Regions from separate parts of the Mus musculus genome. Here region 2 is linked to region 1. The links are chromatin contacts, called in public promoter capture Hi-C maps. All regions are on one chromosome and are shown on one strand. The core of a region is the stretch at or near the end of the contact, and the rest is flanking DNA. Distances in the headings are between cores, read along the strand shown.

Region 1 (7,132 bases), core at 402-2,901:
CTGAGGGAAAAGATGAGGAAGATGTGGGCCAAAGAGTTTGTGGAAGAATATGAGGTGGTGTTTGGTTTTTTTGTTTGTTTGTTTGTTTGTGATATGGATAAATTGGATGCCAGCCGTGAAGAGGAAAAAGGAAAGGCACTTAATGCATAGCACAAAGACAAAGCCCTCTTCAAAGGCCTGCTGCAGAAAAACCAGGCCCGTGTAGAATATGTGCAGGACACAGACAGAACCACTCCATTTGTCTTTGCCTTGTAAACAGCACTGAACACTGGGAATGTGTTTAGCTCAAACACAAACATGCCACCCCCCAAAAAAAGAAAAGCAAGGTTTGTCAGGAATATGACACCCCGATTAAGATACTACTGCCAGAATAGTAATTTCTTGCAATCTAGATGTCATTACAAGACTTCCTGAACTTTCCATTGTACTTAAGGCATTGCCAGTCACCACTCAAATGTATGAGTTTCCAGGAATTCAGGCCCAAGTCACTTCTCGGTGTTCCCCGAACCAAATCTAGTGACAGAACCTTTTGAATAGCTATAAGGCTGGCCTTTAACTGCTAGTCCTTCTACCTTGGCCTCCCTAGTGTTGGCATTACAAGTGTGACCGAATAGCACCAGCTACAAAAGAGCACTTCAAGAGACTAGGTATGCCGGCTAGTGGTGGTGCATGCCTTTAACCCCAGCACTTTGGAGGCAGAGGCAGGTGGATTTCCGAGTTTGAGGCCAGCCTGGTCTACAGAATAATAATTTCTGTTAATAATAATAATAATAATGTGAGTTCCAGGACAGCCAGGGCTATACAGAGAAATCCTGTCTCGAAAAAACAAAAAACAAAACAAACAAAAAAAATGAGACTAGGTATTTATTGGGGGGTTCTGTAGTCCTACTTTGACCTGGAGTCTACACTCAACTCTGCATTTGACTTATTGGCTAGCCCTTTGAAAGCACCCCTTATCCTGTACTGGGCTTGGTTCTCCATCTGTATTTCTAACACTCATTAACTCCTCAAATATTTGCTTATTGCATCCTGGCACTATCTGCTAGCAATACAGGGTGGAATACACAGAACCAACATTTACTGAATGCTTACTTTACACTTCACCTTTTGCTAGGGGAGTTATGTACACTAACTGATAACCTGTGAGATATTTTCCAAACACAACAAAGGAAGGAACAGAGGCAGCGTGAAAATGAAGTCACTTCTCCAGGATAGCAAAGCACTTGGCTGAAGGATCACTTCTAGGCTATGTGGCTTCGAAACCTACCACCCGTGTAACCACAGCCAATTCTTGCTCCCCAAAGCGATGACAATTTCAATGACTTGCATTTTGGTTCCAGGCCAGGAATACTGGGAGGAATTACCTTCTTGTCACCACAAGGGTACCAACACATTAGAGTAGGTTAGAGGAATGATCTAGAAATCTACATCAGGTAAGCAGCAGCTCTCTTCCGCACTCCGGCAGTTTCCACGCCCGTAGGCAGACCGAGGAAGGGAGCGTGGGCGGGCCTTAAAACACGCACGCCCCTCGGGGCATCCCATTGGGTACAGCTGAGCATGTCGGGGCGGGCCCTTTCCGAGTCTCACGGAGCCCGCCCCCCACGCCGTTCCCAGCTCTCGCCCCGCCCCACCCCGCCCCGCCCCGCCCCCACCCTCGTCAGCTTCCTCTGTTGCTCCGTCATTAATGACACCAACGAGAGGATACCGCCTGCGTCTAGAGCAGCCTGGTTCCGAGCGTAACAGAGTGGGCCTTGGACCTCTCACGTCCAAGCCTCGTGAGGCAGCGCTTTCCTGCCCTGGAGCCGTTCTAGATGCGGTGAGTGCCAAAACCTCGGCCCCCACTTCAAGCACAACCCAGAGCTACTGCTTCCCTCCCTCCCCTGGGAAGGCCAGGGCCCTAGCCTGGGCCCTAGCCCGTTCCCAGCATGCTCCACTAGGGATGCCTTGGCAGGTGCGGCGGGAGGACCCAGCGGGAGTGGGGAAAGCAGCCTTCCGAGAGCTTCTCCCTTGGCCCTTCAGTGGGACACTGATATCCATCCTGGTACCCAGTCTCCATTTTGATCTCCATCCACTTTCTCCTTCTAAAAACAGAAAAAGAAAGAAAGTTTGTCGCAAAAACATACTTTCTGCTTTCTCTTGTGTGTGCGTTTTAAGTTCCCTCCTCTGTACAAAAATATCCCATCGTGCGGATTGTTGGTGTTACTTTTTTTTTTTTAATTCCTCAGCGGAGAAAAAAAAATGTTAGGATAATTTGTACAAATAATTTTGTGTAGAATTAGTAGACGTTTTGAGTTTTAATAGTATTTTTGCCGTTAGGAGGAAAAATTCTGGAAATTTTTGACACAAAATCATATGAAGGTACTTGTCTGGATTGTTGAGTATTGGCCAGAAATAATGATCATGTGATAAGAACTGCAATTATAACAAGTAATATAAAGGTGAACTTTACAATGCTGTTTTGAGGCATAGCTTTTCTGTTCTTTCTCCTTTCCTATGGGAAGTGTTTATTGACCAAGTTCTCTGGATTACAGAGGGAAACTACCATCTTGCCTTCCCCCACCCACTTCCCCACACACTCTTAGAAACTGCACCTGTCCTTCAAACAGCTGTCTTTGTGGTAAAAGTCAAAGTTCATTTCTTTTATAAGAAAACAATAGGAGCCAGAAGTGTTGCCACACACAAGTAATACCAGCACATGGACAAATGAAACGAGAGGATCACAAGTTCAAGATCAGCTGGAGATACATAGTGAAACCCTATCTCACATCTTAGAAAAGGGGACAGGAAGGGGGGAGACAGGGTCAGTGTAGTATCCTTGTAGCATTATGGGAAAATTTGGTGCAAGCATCAATTATGTTTACTAGATCCACATGTCGCGTTTATAGGTCACTTCTACCACTGATAGCCTTTGTGACTTTAGATCAGCTATTTAACCTTTATGGTTCTCCATTTCCCCATTTAAAAGAAGTCTTTGTGTGACACTAGAGGGGGTCCCAGCGTTGAGTATTAAGGTCAGATGGGGCAGACATTTGGTAGCCTGCTCTATCACTCTCCCCTTTATTCTTCCTGAACCAGGAAATATGTTGAAGGCCAGCAGGCCCCAATGAGCTCCTGCCTCCAACCCCACAGTGCTGGGGTTAGACATGGCTTCCTGCCTTGCCCAGCTTTTTATATGGGCACTGGGTATGGAACTCAGGTCCTCAGGAAACTCAGGTCCACCGAATCATCTTTCCAGCCCCATTTTTTTTAAATTGACACATAACTGGACATATTCTTTAAATGAGAGAAATGACCTCAGGTAACAGCTTCTAAGGTCCTTTTCAACCGTAAGAGACACCGTGGAAGTAGAAGGAGTCCAGTGAAACTTTGAAGAGTTGCAGAAGAGACTGGGGAACATTCAGTCTTGACGAGCAACAATGTAAACCATAATATTGTCAGCTGTTTTGTTTACATTGGCTCTCCTTCCACTTTCTAATTGAAATTAAAATACAGAAGGTTCCCCTCTCCTCCTTTTTATTTATTTTTTAACTTTCTCAAGGAATTAAGTATCTTTCGAGGAGCTAAAAATAGTCACAAATGTTCCCCAAATAATGCCTATATTGACTTCTTTCTCCAAACAACTTTCCATCGTGGGCTTTTATTACATCATTAATTGATATACTATGTAGTAAGACATTTAGTCTTAGGGGCAGAGTGTTAATTATAACATATGCTACTAACCACATGAAATGTGTTTTAGATTGCTTAAAATACCTCAGGACATTAACTACCAGTTAAATCAAGCAGTAGGTTGAAGGAGAAATTTGATACTGGTGGTGGTGGTGGTGGTGATCATCATCATGGTCGTCATGGTGGAGGAGGAGGTGGCAGTGGTGCTGGTGGTGATGGCTGCGGTGGTGGTGGCAGCAGCTGAGGCAGAAGTTGTGGTGGCTGTAGCTAAGGTATGGTGGTGAGAAACCTTTAATTCCAGCACTCAGGAGGCAGAGGCAAGTGGATCTCTGAGTTCAAGGCCAGCCTGGTCTACAGAGTGAGTTCCAGGACAGCCAGGGCAACACAAAGAAACCCTGGGCCAAAAAAAAAAGCCAAAAAATGAAAGAAAGAAAGAAAGAAAGAAAGAAAGAAAGAAAGAAAAGAAAGAAGGAAAGAAAGAAAAGAAAGGAAGAAAGAAAGAAAGGAAGGAAGAAAGAAAGAAAACGAAGAAAGAAAAGAGAAATTTGAGTTTAAATTGAGTATCTGTTCAACTTACAGGTCTGGATGTAGAAGCTCTTTTATAATTAGCCAGAAGTACTAACAGGGCAAGTTTGCCATACAAAATATTTAGAGAACGATGGAAAAACATTGTTTATCACATTAGTTTCTAGGCTAATGCTTTCACTTGCCACTTTGTTAAATAAATGATGGATAAAATTACTCCTCTACACATACATACACACACACACACACACACACACACACACTACAAATTCCAATCCTTGAATGAGTTTCTATAATGTTGCAGTTTCGACCCAATGCCAGTGGAAGGATACTGAGTACTTGTCACAGTATGCTTCTCACCTGATTTTAAGCATGTGGACCTTTGGTTTTTAAACATTAAGAACAAATGTAAGTATATGAGAAATAACCAAGTAAAATTATTAGACTATGTATTTGAAAAGTCTTTTTCTTTGCAGGAAAAAATGCTTTCAGAAAGCAGTTCCTTTTTGAAGGGTGTGATGCTTGGAAGCATCTTCTGTGCCTTGATCACTATGCTAGGCCACATTAGGATTGGAAACAGAATGCACCACCATGAGCATCACCATCTGCAAGCCCCTAACAAAGACGATATCTCGAAAATTTCAGAGGCTGAACGCATGGAGCTCAGTAAGAGTTTCCGGGTATACTGTATAGTTCTTGTAAAACCCAAAGATGTGAGTCTTTGGGCTGCAGTGAAGGAGACTTGGACCAAACACTGTGACAAAGCAGAATTCTTCAGTTCTGAAAATGTTAAAGTGTTTGAGTCAATTAATATGGACACAAATGACATGTGGTTGATGATGAGGAAAGCTTACAAATATGCTTATGATCAATACAGGGACCAATACAACTGGTTCTTCCTTGCACGCCCCACTACTTTCGCTGTTATTGAAAACCTCAAATATTTTTTGTTAAAAAAGGATCAATCCCAACCTTTCTATCTCGGACACACTGTAAAATCTGGAGACCTTGAATATGTGAGTGTGGATGGAGGAATTGTCTTAAGCATAGAATCAATGAAAAGACTCAACAGTCTTCTCAGTGTTCCTGAAAAGTGTCCTGAACAAGGAGGAATGATTTGGAAGATATCTGAAGATAAACAGCTGGCGGTCTGCCTGAAATACGCCGGAGTATTTGCAGAAAATGCCGAAGATGCCGATGGAAAAGATGTGTTTAATACCAAATCCGTTGGCCTTTTCATTAAAGAGGCAATGACTAACCAACCAAACCAGGTAGTAGAAGGCTGTTGCTCTGATATGGCTGTTACTTTCAATGGACTGACTCCTAATCAGATGCACGTGATGATGTATGGGGTGTACCGGCTTAGGGCATTTGGACATGTTTTCAATGATGCATTGGTTTTCTTACCTCCAAATGGTTCTGAGAATGACTGACAGAAAGCAAGAGCATGCATTTAGTAACTATATTACGACATGGTATCATTTTTAATTGATGACAGATCTAACATAGTAATATGATTCTTTTTCTTATCTTTTACCCATTGAAGTCTGCTTGTACAATGTCAAATGGAATGCTGTTTTTCCCTTATATCATTCCTGAGAAATTTAAATGTATTAAAAATAAATGTTTTAAAAATAGCAATTTTTCAAACACATATTTATAAGTATATTTATGTGATAAAGACTAAATTATAGACATTGTAATCTGTGGTGTATCTTTGCTTATTGGTTTTAAACTTATGTATCATTTTAGCTTTGTAATATATGTAAATGAGACCTCTAGAGAATTTGTGATTAAAGAATACTCGTAGCCCTGTGTTTCTATTACTTTTCTGTGGGAGCCTCCATGCTTGAGAAAGTTAGGAGCAGGGTCTCACTGTGTAATTCAGGCTGGCCTAGAACTGGCAGTTCTCCTTAGCCTCCTGAGTGCTAGTGTTAATGCTGTGTGCCACTGTGCTCAGTTGTTTCCTTTACTTTGTATTCTTTAAGGCATACCAGTGCCAAGGGATTTGCTCTCCCTAAATATACAACCGATTAAGAAAGTGTTCATTAACACTGTTAAGACTTCAATTGTTTCCTTGAGAGGAAGTGAAATTTATTTACATATGTTAAGCAATATTCCTGAAAGTTAATCAAGTAGCTTTCTTAGCATTTACAGTTTCCATTAACCCTGTACTTCAACATTCATATCATGCATTTGGAATGTGACTATAAAAAAAAGTCATGCCGGGCAGTGGTGGCGCACGCCTTTAATCCCAGCACTTGAGAGGCAGAGGCAGGCAGATTTCTGAGTTCGAGGCCAGCCTGATCTACAGAGGGAGTTCCAGGACAGCCAGGGCTACACAGAGAAACCCTGTCTCAAAAAAAAGTCATTTAACCACCACCCCCCCCACCAAACTCTGAGCTGTACCTTGGATTACATATATAATGTATTCATGCCTAGTGGATAGTGAGTTCTGTGCACATCACCTTTGAAATTTTGAAAAACTTGGTTCTGCTCATCTGAGTGATTCACTTACCTAAGCTAAATGTGGAGGCTTTTGTTGTTTTGGTTTTGGTTACTTTTGAAAGTTCTGAGATTTTCCCCAGAATCATGATTGTATCACACATAACTGGTTTGGTTTTGATTCCATTTATGGTGGGTAGACATTAACCTCACCATCTATGTTGGACTGCCATATCATCTGCTTACTTTCAAGTGACTACCTAAAATGCCACCTGCCTTCTGCATACAGCAATTCCTGCCCTCCGAAATGTCTAATATGCTTGTCCTATAATCTGCACTCATCAATTTGATACATAAGCCCCTTTAGGACATGAGACTATTTTTTTAAGATTTATTTATTTATTAGATGTAAAGTACACTCTAGCTGTCTTCAGACACACCAGAAGAGGGCATTGGATCTCATTACAAATGGTTGTGAGCCACCATGTGGTTG
Region 2 (6,835 bases), core at 689-3,188, 140 kb before region 1:
AAATGCCCTAAGGAAAGCTGTCCCTTTGCATGTCAATTAAATAATAAAAAATTTTTTTTTAATTTGAGAGCATTGTAGTTGGAATGTTATTGGTAGTCAAAGTAACCATGAGCAACAAATACATTTTAATCACTTTTTCAGATTTCTCTATTGTAGATTTTTGGGATTTTAAGAAGATGGGAAATTGGGTAATGTGCGAAAAGGACACCGGGTCAGGAGTTGCAAGTTTAACTCCATCCTCACTTCTAGCATTGAATGCCTACTGTGCTATCTAGTGGGACTACAAAATGCTGTGTTTGATACTGTTTGAGACGTGGAGAGATTTAATTATTTGTAATAAAGGATTTGGTATGGTCTGTTAATTAAAAAAAAGATGGGAAATATATCTAAATGTATTGTTTGCTGTTGTTGTTGTTGCTGCTGCTGCTGCTGCTGCTGCTGCTTCCTTTTCAGACAAAGTCTCTCTACACATCGCTGGCTTTCCTGAAATCCACTGTGTAGACCAGAGATTTGGCTGTCTTTGCCTCTCAAACTCTGGGATTAAAGGTGTGACTGCCATGGCCAGCCTCCAAATGTATATCTTGAGAACAGTATCATTGCGGTTGATTTGGTTTGCTTTTCCTTATAACTTTTATATTGAAATTTCAAACTGCATAGGCAAGAAGGTGTGAGCTTTTGTATGTAATCAAGAGGTAGCCAAAGGTTATCAATGCTGTTGCTGATTCTCTTTTCCAATATTTATACACATGGGGGGAGAGAGACAGAAAGACAAAGAGACAGCTAGAGATGCAGAGACTGACAGAGAAAGAGAGAGCTACAGATCTAAGCTGTAAAATTCCCAACTAGAGACCAGTGAGATGGCTCACTAAGTAAATGGAAGTGTAAGGACCTGAGCTGGCATCCCCCAAACCTATATTTAAAAGTATCTGTACAGGCTCCCACCAGCAGCTAATGGTGGTGCAGAGACCCACAGCCAAACATTACGTGCAGAGAGAGCCCAAATTGCCCTCCATCAGGTCCTTCTCCTTGGAGCACCACACCAGGAGAAAGCGGCCCATGAACATCAACTAAGCAGGGCTCATAGGGGCTCACAGAGACTGAAGTGGCACTCCCAGAGCCTGCAGGGGTCCGCACCAGATCCTCTACATATATGTTGGGGTTGGTAGCTTGGTGCTCTTGTGGGCTTCTCTCTGACTCTTTTGCTGCTTGAAGCACTGGAAAAACCACAGGCACCATCTTATACAGGAAGTGGGACCCAGCTTGATTCTCTCAGGCAACTGCTAGTGACACTTTGGCTAGAACCTGAGGCTATGATCTCCTTGCGTCTGGTTTTCAAATAAAGGCCTAAGGAAGCTTGAAGGGAAGCGATGAGATGAAGAAGTGATCGAGCAGAATCCCTTGAGTGTCACTCCGTACCAGGGCACACATAGAAGGCAGCAAGAAATGCTTCTCTCTTCCCCCATCCCTTTCACCCCGGGTGGAAAACAGACAGTGATAAGCCTCAGCCTCGTATCTGTCCCAGCGGGGAACTGTTTGCCATTCGCCTTTACATTACACTGGGGGTGGGGGGACCTGTTTTCCCATTGTAAACTCCCAGACCTGAGCTAGACTTCAGATAGGAAATCCTTCAAGCTGCCAAAGTCACCTACTATGCACATGGAAGGATGTAAGAGACCAGATACAGGAGTGACAAAGATGTGCTGCTCAGATCCCACTTTGTAGAACAACGTCCACTCAGCTGTGGGACAACATGGAGTTTTCCATTCCTTTCGGGTCTGTCTCAGTTGCAAAGAAGTGCCTCAGCTGAGCTCATGGCCCACCTCGGGTGGTCAGAATCCAATGACTGAACAAAGACTTACCCAAGACAGTTCTGATGAACCGTCCTTGCTCCACAGCCTGTTTGCTAAGCCGGCCAAGCTTCTTCCTCTGCTGGATCCTGCGTCCTTTCGGTTCTCTGGTGTTGAGTTCCTAGATAGCAACTGCTGTCTCAGCACCTGCTTCCTGACAAGCCCACTTGTAGGCACAGATAAGGCCTGTTCAGCGACAGAATCAAGTATGCTGGGAACGGAAAAGGGCACGTGATTTCAGCTTGAATGGTCCCCAGGTGGCAGAAGGTTGATTTACTCTGGCCACTGACACGGAGAACAACATAGCATTGTTCAGTATCCTGAAATCCTGAAAGCGAGGGAAAACCTGATAGCAAAAGGGCAAGGCAGCAAGGGAGATCATGTCCTTGGAAAGAAGTAGCCATCAATGTCATGGACGACTTAAATGAATTACAATGCGCCACTGTACTAAAATAAGTCATAGCTTTTCAAAAGGAAGAGATAAAAGTGCGTTTACTACATGAGAGAATGTCCAAAATATGTTGTCTGAATTTTATAAAGAAAATTCGGGGCTGGATTTTATTTGACATGACCCCCTTTCATAAAGTTAGCACAATATAATGACATTTTAAATACATTTGAATTCTAATAATAGGAAATAATATATTTTCAACCTGGCTTATGTACTATTGAATACTGCAAGTCTCCCTAAATTCAAATACCACCGTGGAGCTTGAAAGCTTGACAGCCAAGTGAATCATATGCTAGGTTTCTGCTTTTGCCACATGGTGGCACCACTTTAGCTGATAGACAGGAATTCTGGCCTTCCTTTGTCAAGACTGATCTGGAATAGGGCAAATTTCTACTTATGTGGAGCCCTTGGGAATACAGTTCTCACATGAAACGCAGTTGTCATGAATACTGACAAGCAGACTCTCTGGCGGGGGGAGGGGGGGAGTACCAAAGCTAACTGTGATTATTTCTGGAGAATTCAGAGAAAGATGCCGATAAACTGTCTCATACTTATGATTTATAATTTTAATTTTCTGCTTTTATATTCAGTAAAAAAATGTACAAAACAAAATTACTTCTGATTACACACACACACACACACACACACACACACACACTGCCTTCTTTGAATTCTTGGTTAAAAACTCCAAGATGCTTCAAATGCCAGAGAGATGACAGTGATGACAGCGAGCACACACTAGGTGGAGTAAGGGCATGGCATCCTCTGGTCATGCATCTTGGAGTGCTCCAAACATTAAGGAGCCGAAGCCAGAAGACTGCATGTCACAGCACTCTGACTCTGACTCTAACCCTAACCAAGTCTCTACTGCATCCAAGGTGTTGGTTTGCTCCAGGCTTCCTGTGCTCAGCACCCTCAAGCTCAGCAGGCAACCAGAAAACAGACACCCTCATCCTTGTTCCTCTTGTGAAGCTGGACCTTCCATCAGTCTCAGGGTAGGCAAAAACTTGGGGACAAACAGGACTATTAGAATTGATGAGCAGCCCCACAGTAGAGCTCAGAAATTCCATGGCACACTGGCCTCAGATGGATGAGGATGCTCAAAGAGCTAACAACAGCTGCTGTTAGTTGTTTTACAACAACACACTAACAAAGCTAAGCATAAACTAATTAGGTAGTTTGATGAAGATTTAGAGGACTAAAGGTGTGGCTCAGTGGTCAAGCACCATTCAAGCAAGAGTATAGGGTGGAGCCCCATCTCCAGCACTAAACAAAGGAGGAGGAGGAGGAAGGAAGGAAGGAAGGAAGGAAGGAAGGAAGGAAGGAAGGAAGGAAGGAAGGAAGGAAGGAAGGGAGGGAGGGAGGGAGGGAGGGAGGGAGGGAGGGGAAGGGAGGGAGGGAGGGAGGGAGGGAGGGAGGGAGGGAGGGAGGGAGGGAGGGATGGAGGGAGGGAGGAAAAGAAATTACACATAAGAAATCACACTTCATAGCTGAATAGTAGTGGTGCATGCCTTTAATCCCAGCACTTGGGAGGCAGAGGCAGGTGGATCTCTGAGTTTGAGGCCAACCTGATCTACAGAGCAAGTTGCAGGACAGTCAGGGCTACACAGAGAAACCCTGTCTTAGGGGAAAAAAAGACATAGAAAAAAATAAGAGAAAAAAAAAGAAACCACATTTCATTCCATGGTTTATTTCCTATTTCCTAGATTTAAAGAAAATGGGCGACATCTACTTGTAACTAACTGCTAATTAACTACCATAACAACCCCTAGAATATATTCATCTCATAAGGACTGATTGAATGCGCAATGACAGATTTCAAATACATATGTAGTAGCTTCCAGTTTGCCGCTGCTCTAGTTCCACATATATTTAAACTATCAAGATAAAATGCTTTTGGATGTCTTAAAGACACAATTCTGGTGAAGAGAGGGTGCTCTATCTTCTTTGCTCGATAGCATTCTTCTTTGCTCAATAGCATTGCAAATTATGTTCATATTTAGATTTTTAAATGTCAGCTTAAATTATGAATCCAGCAGAGAGGTTCTGCATATGTAGGCATGTGTGTACACGCGGACTGAGAAGCATGTGTGTGCAATGCATATGGAAAACTGGATAACTATATCAGCCCTCAGGAGCCCTCCATCTCACTGGCCTGAAACTTTATCAAGTAGGTCAGGCCACCTGGCCCACAAGTTTCCATGGCTCTCCACGTGTCTCTGTCTCACATCTCATCCCTGGGATTCAAGGTATGCATCCCTCTACCGAGCTTTCTACTAAACATTCTTTTTTTTTTTTGGCTGATCTTAGTCTTTATTGAAAGAAATGTGCATCATGTCAGTCCACTGTAGACAAGCTGTTAGTGACCTGGAGGAATTGATATGGTCCTGCTACTCCAGTCTAATACAACATGTGCTGGTTGCAGATACAGCATGGCCTATTAATGAATACAAAGCTGTAGTCTCTTCAAACACCATAGATACTCATCCAGTCTCCACACTTGGCCTTTCTTTCTTGTAGAGAGCTGACTCACTTTGGTCCCACCTGCCATCGTTGGCCCCCTTCTTTATGGCCAGGCAGCCAGTACTCACTTCACTTGTCTGAAATGCCTACCATTTGAAGTCAGTCATTTCTTTCCATCCTCCGGAAATACTGTTTCCTCAAATCTGTTTTTTTTTTCATTTTTTATTAGGTATTTAGCTCATTTACATTTCCAATGCTATACCAAAAGTCCCCCATAGCCACCCACCCCCACTCCCCTACCCACCCACTCCCCTTTTTTTTGGCCCTGGCGTTCCCCTGTACTGGGGCATATAAAGTTTGCGTGTCCAATGGGCCTCTCTTTCCAGTGATGGCCGCCTAGGCCATCTTTTGATACATATGCAGCTAGAGTCAAGAGCTCCGGGGTACTGGTTAGTTCATAATGTTGTTCCACCTATAGGGTTGCAGATCCCTTTAGCTTCTTGGGTACTTTCTCAAGCTCCTTCATTGGGGGCCCTGTGATCCATCCAATAGCCGACTGTGAGCATCCACTTCTATGTTTGCTAGGCCCAGGCATACTCTGACAAGAGACAGCTATATCAGGGTCCTTTCAGCATAATCTTGCTAGTGTATATAATGGTGTCAGCATTTGGAAGCTGATTATGGGATGGATCCCCGGATATGGCAGTCTCTACATGGTCCATCTTTTTATCTCAGCTCCAAACTTTGTCTCTGTACCTCCTTCCAAGGGTGTTTTGTTCCCACTTCTAAGGAGGGGCATAGTGTCCACACTTCAGTCTTCATTTTTCTTGAGTTTCATGTGTTTAGGAAATTGTATCTTATATCTTGGATATCCTAGGTTTTGGGCTAATATCCACTTATCAGTGAGTACATATTGTGTGAGTTCCTTTGTGAATGTGTTACCTCACTCAGGATGATGCTCTCCAGGTCCATCCATTTGGCTAGGAATTTCATAAATTCATTCTTTTTAATAGCTGAGTAGTACTCCATTGTGTAGATGTACCACATTTTCTGTATCCATTCCTCTGTTGAGGGGCATCTGGGTTCCTTCCAGCTTCTGGCTATTATAAATAAGGCTGCTATGAACATAGTGGAGCATGTGTCCTTCTTACCAGTTGGGGCATCTTCTGGATATATGCCCAGGAGAGGTATTGCTGGATCCTCCGGTAGTACTATATCCAGTTTTCTGAGGAACCGCCAGACTGATTTCCAGAGTGGTTTTACAAGCCTGCAATCCCACCAACAATGGAGGAGTGTTCCTCTTTCTCCACATCCACGCCAGCATCTGCTGTCACCTGAATTTTTGATCTTAGCCATTCTGACTGGTGTGAGGTGGAATCTCAGGGTTGTTTTGATTTGCATTTCCCTGATGATTAAGGATGTTGAACATTTTTTCAGGTGCTTCTCTGCCATTCGGTATTCCTCAGGTGAGAATTCTTTGTTCAGTTCTGAGCCCCATTTTTAAATGGGGTTATTTGATTTTTTTGAAGTCCACCTTCTTGAGTTCTTTATATATGTTGGATATTAGTCCCCTTTCTGATTTAGGATAAGTAAAGATCCTTTCCCAATCTGTTGGTGGTCTTTTTGTCTTATTGACGGTGTCTTTTGCCTTGCAGAAGCTTTGGAGTTTCATTAGGTCCCATTTGTCAATTCTCGATCTTACAGCACAGGCCATTGCTGTTCTGTTCAGGAATTTTTCCCCTGTGCCCATATCTTCAAGGCTTTTCCCCACTTTCTCCTCTATAAGTTTCAGTGTCTCTGGTTTTATGTGAAGTTCCTTGATCCACTTAGATTTGACCTTAGTACAAGGAGATAAGTATGGATCGATTCGCATTCTTCTACACGATAACAACCAGTTGTGCCAGCACCAATTGTTGAAAATGCTGTCTTTCTTCCACTGGATGGTTTTAGCTCCCTTGTCGAAGATCAAGTGACCATAGGTGTGTGGGTTCATTTCTGGGTCTTCAATTCTATTCCATTGGTCTACTTGTCTGTCTCTATACCAGTACCATGCAATTTTTATCACAATTGCTCT

The links. Promoter capture Hi-C pulls out the DNA fragments that hold promoters and counts their contacts.
Region 2: a contact with region 1 is called in a promoter capture Hi-C map of neural stem cells. The contact joins the promoter of 6030498E09Rik here to the promoter of C1galt1c1 in region 1. A contact is called at or near these places in 6 of 39 promoter capture datasets (epiblast stem cells, frontonasal cranial neural crest, hippocampal neurons and 3 more), 4 of 484 Hi-C or Micro-C datasets (Sertoli cells, cerebral cortex, cortical neurons and 1 more) and 1 of 9 other capture datasets (adipose tissue).

The regions. Positions count from the first base shown.
Region 1 is chrX:38,629,662-38,636,793 of GRCm38.p6, reverse strand. It overlaps C1galt1c1 (C1GALT1-specific chaperone 1), which reads left to right and starts at 1,651. Exons shown (of 2, transcript NM_021550.3): 1 at 1,651-1,816; 2 at 4,671-6,011. The coding sequence starts at 4,677. The coding sequence ends at 5,627. It overlaps Gm52440 (a long non-coding RNA gene), which reads right to left and starts at 1,506. Exons shown (of 2, transcript XR_003953098.1): 1 at 1,365-1,506. It also overlaps the pseudogene Gm18436.
Region 2 is chrX:38,767,883-38,774,717 of GRCm38.p6, reverse strand. 6030498E09Rik (RIKEN cDNA 6030498E09 gene) reads right to left here and starts at 1,938. Exons shown (of 4, transcript NM_183126.2): 1 at 1,860-1,938.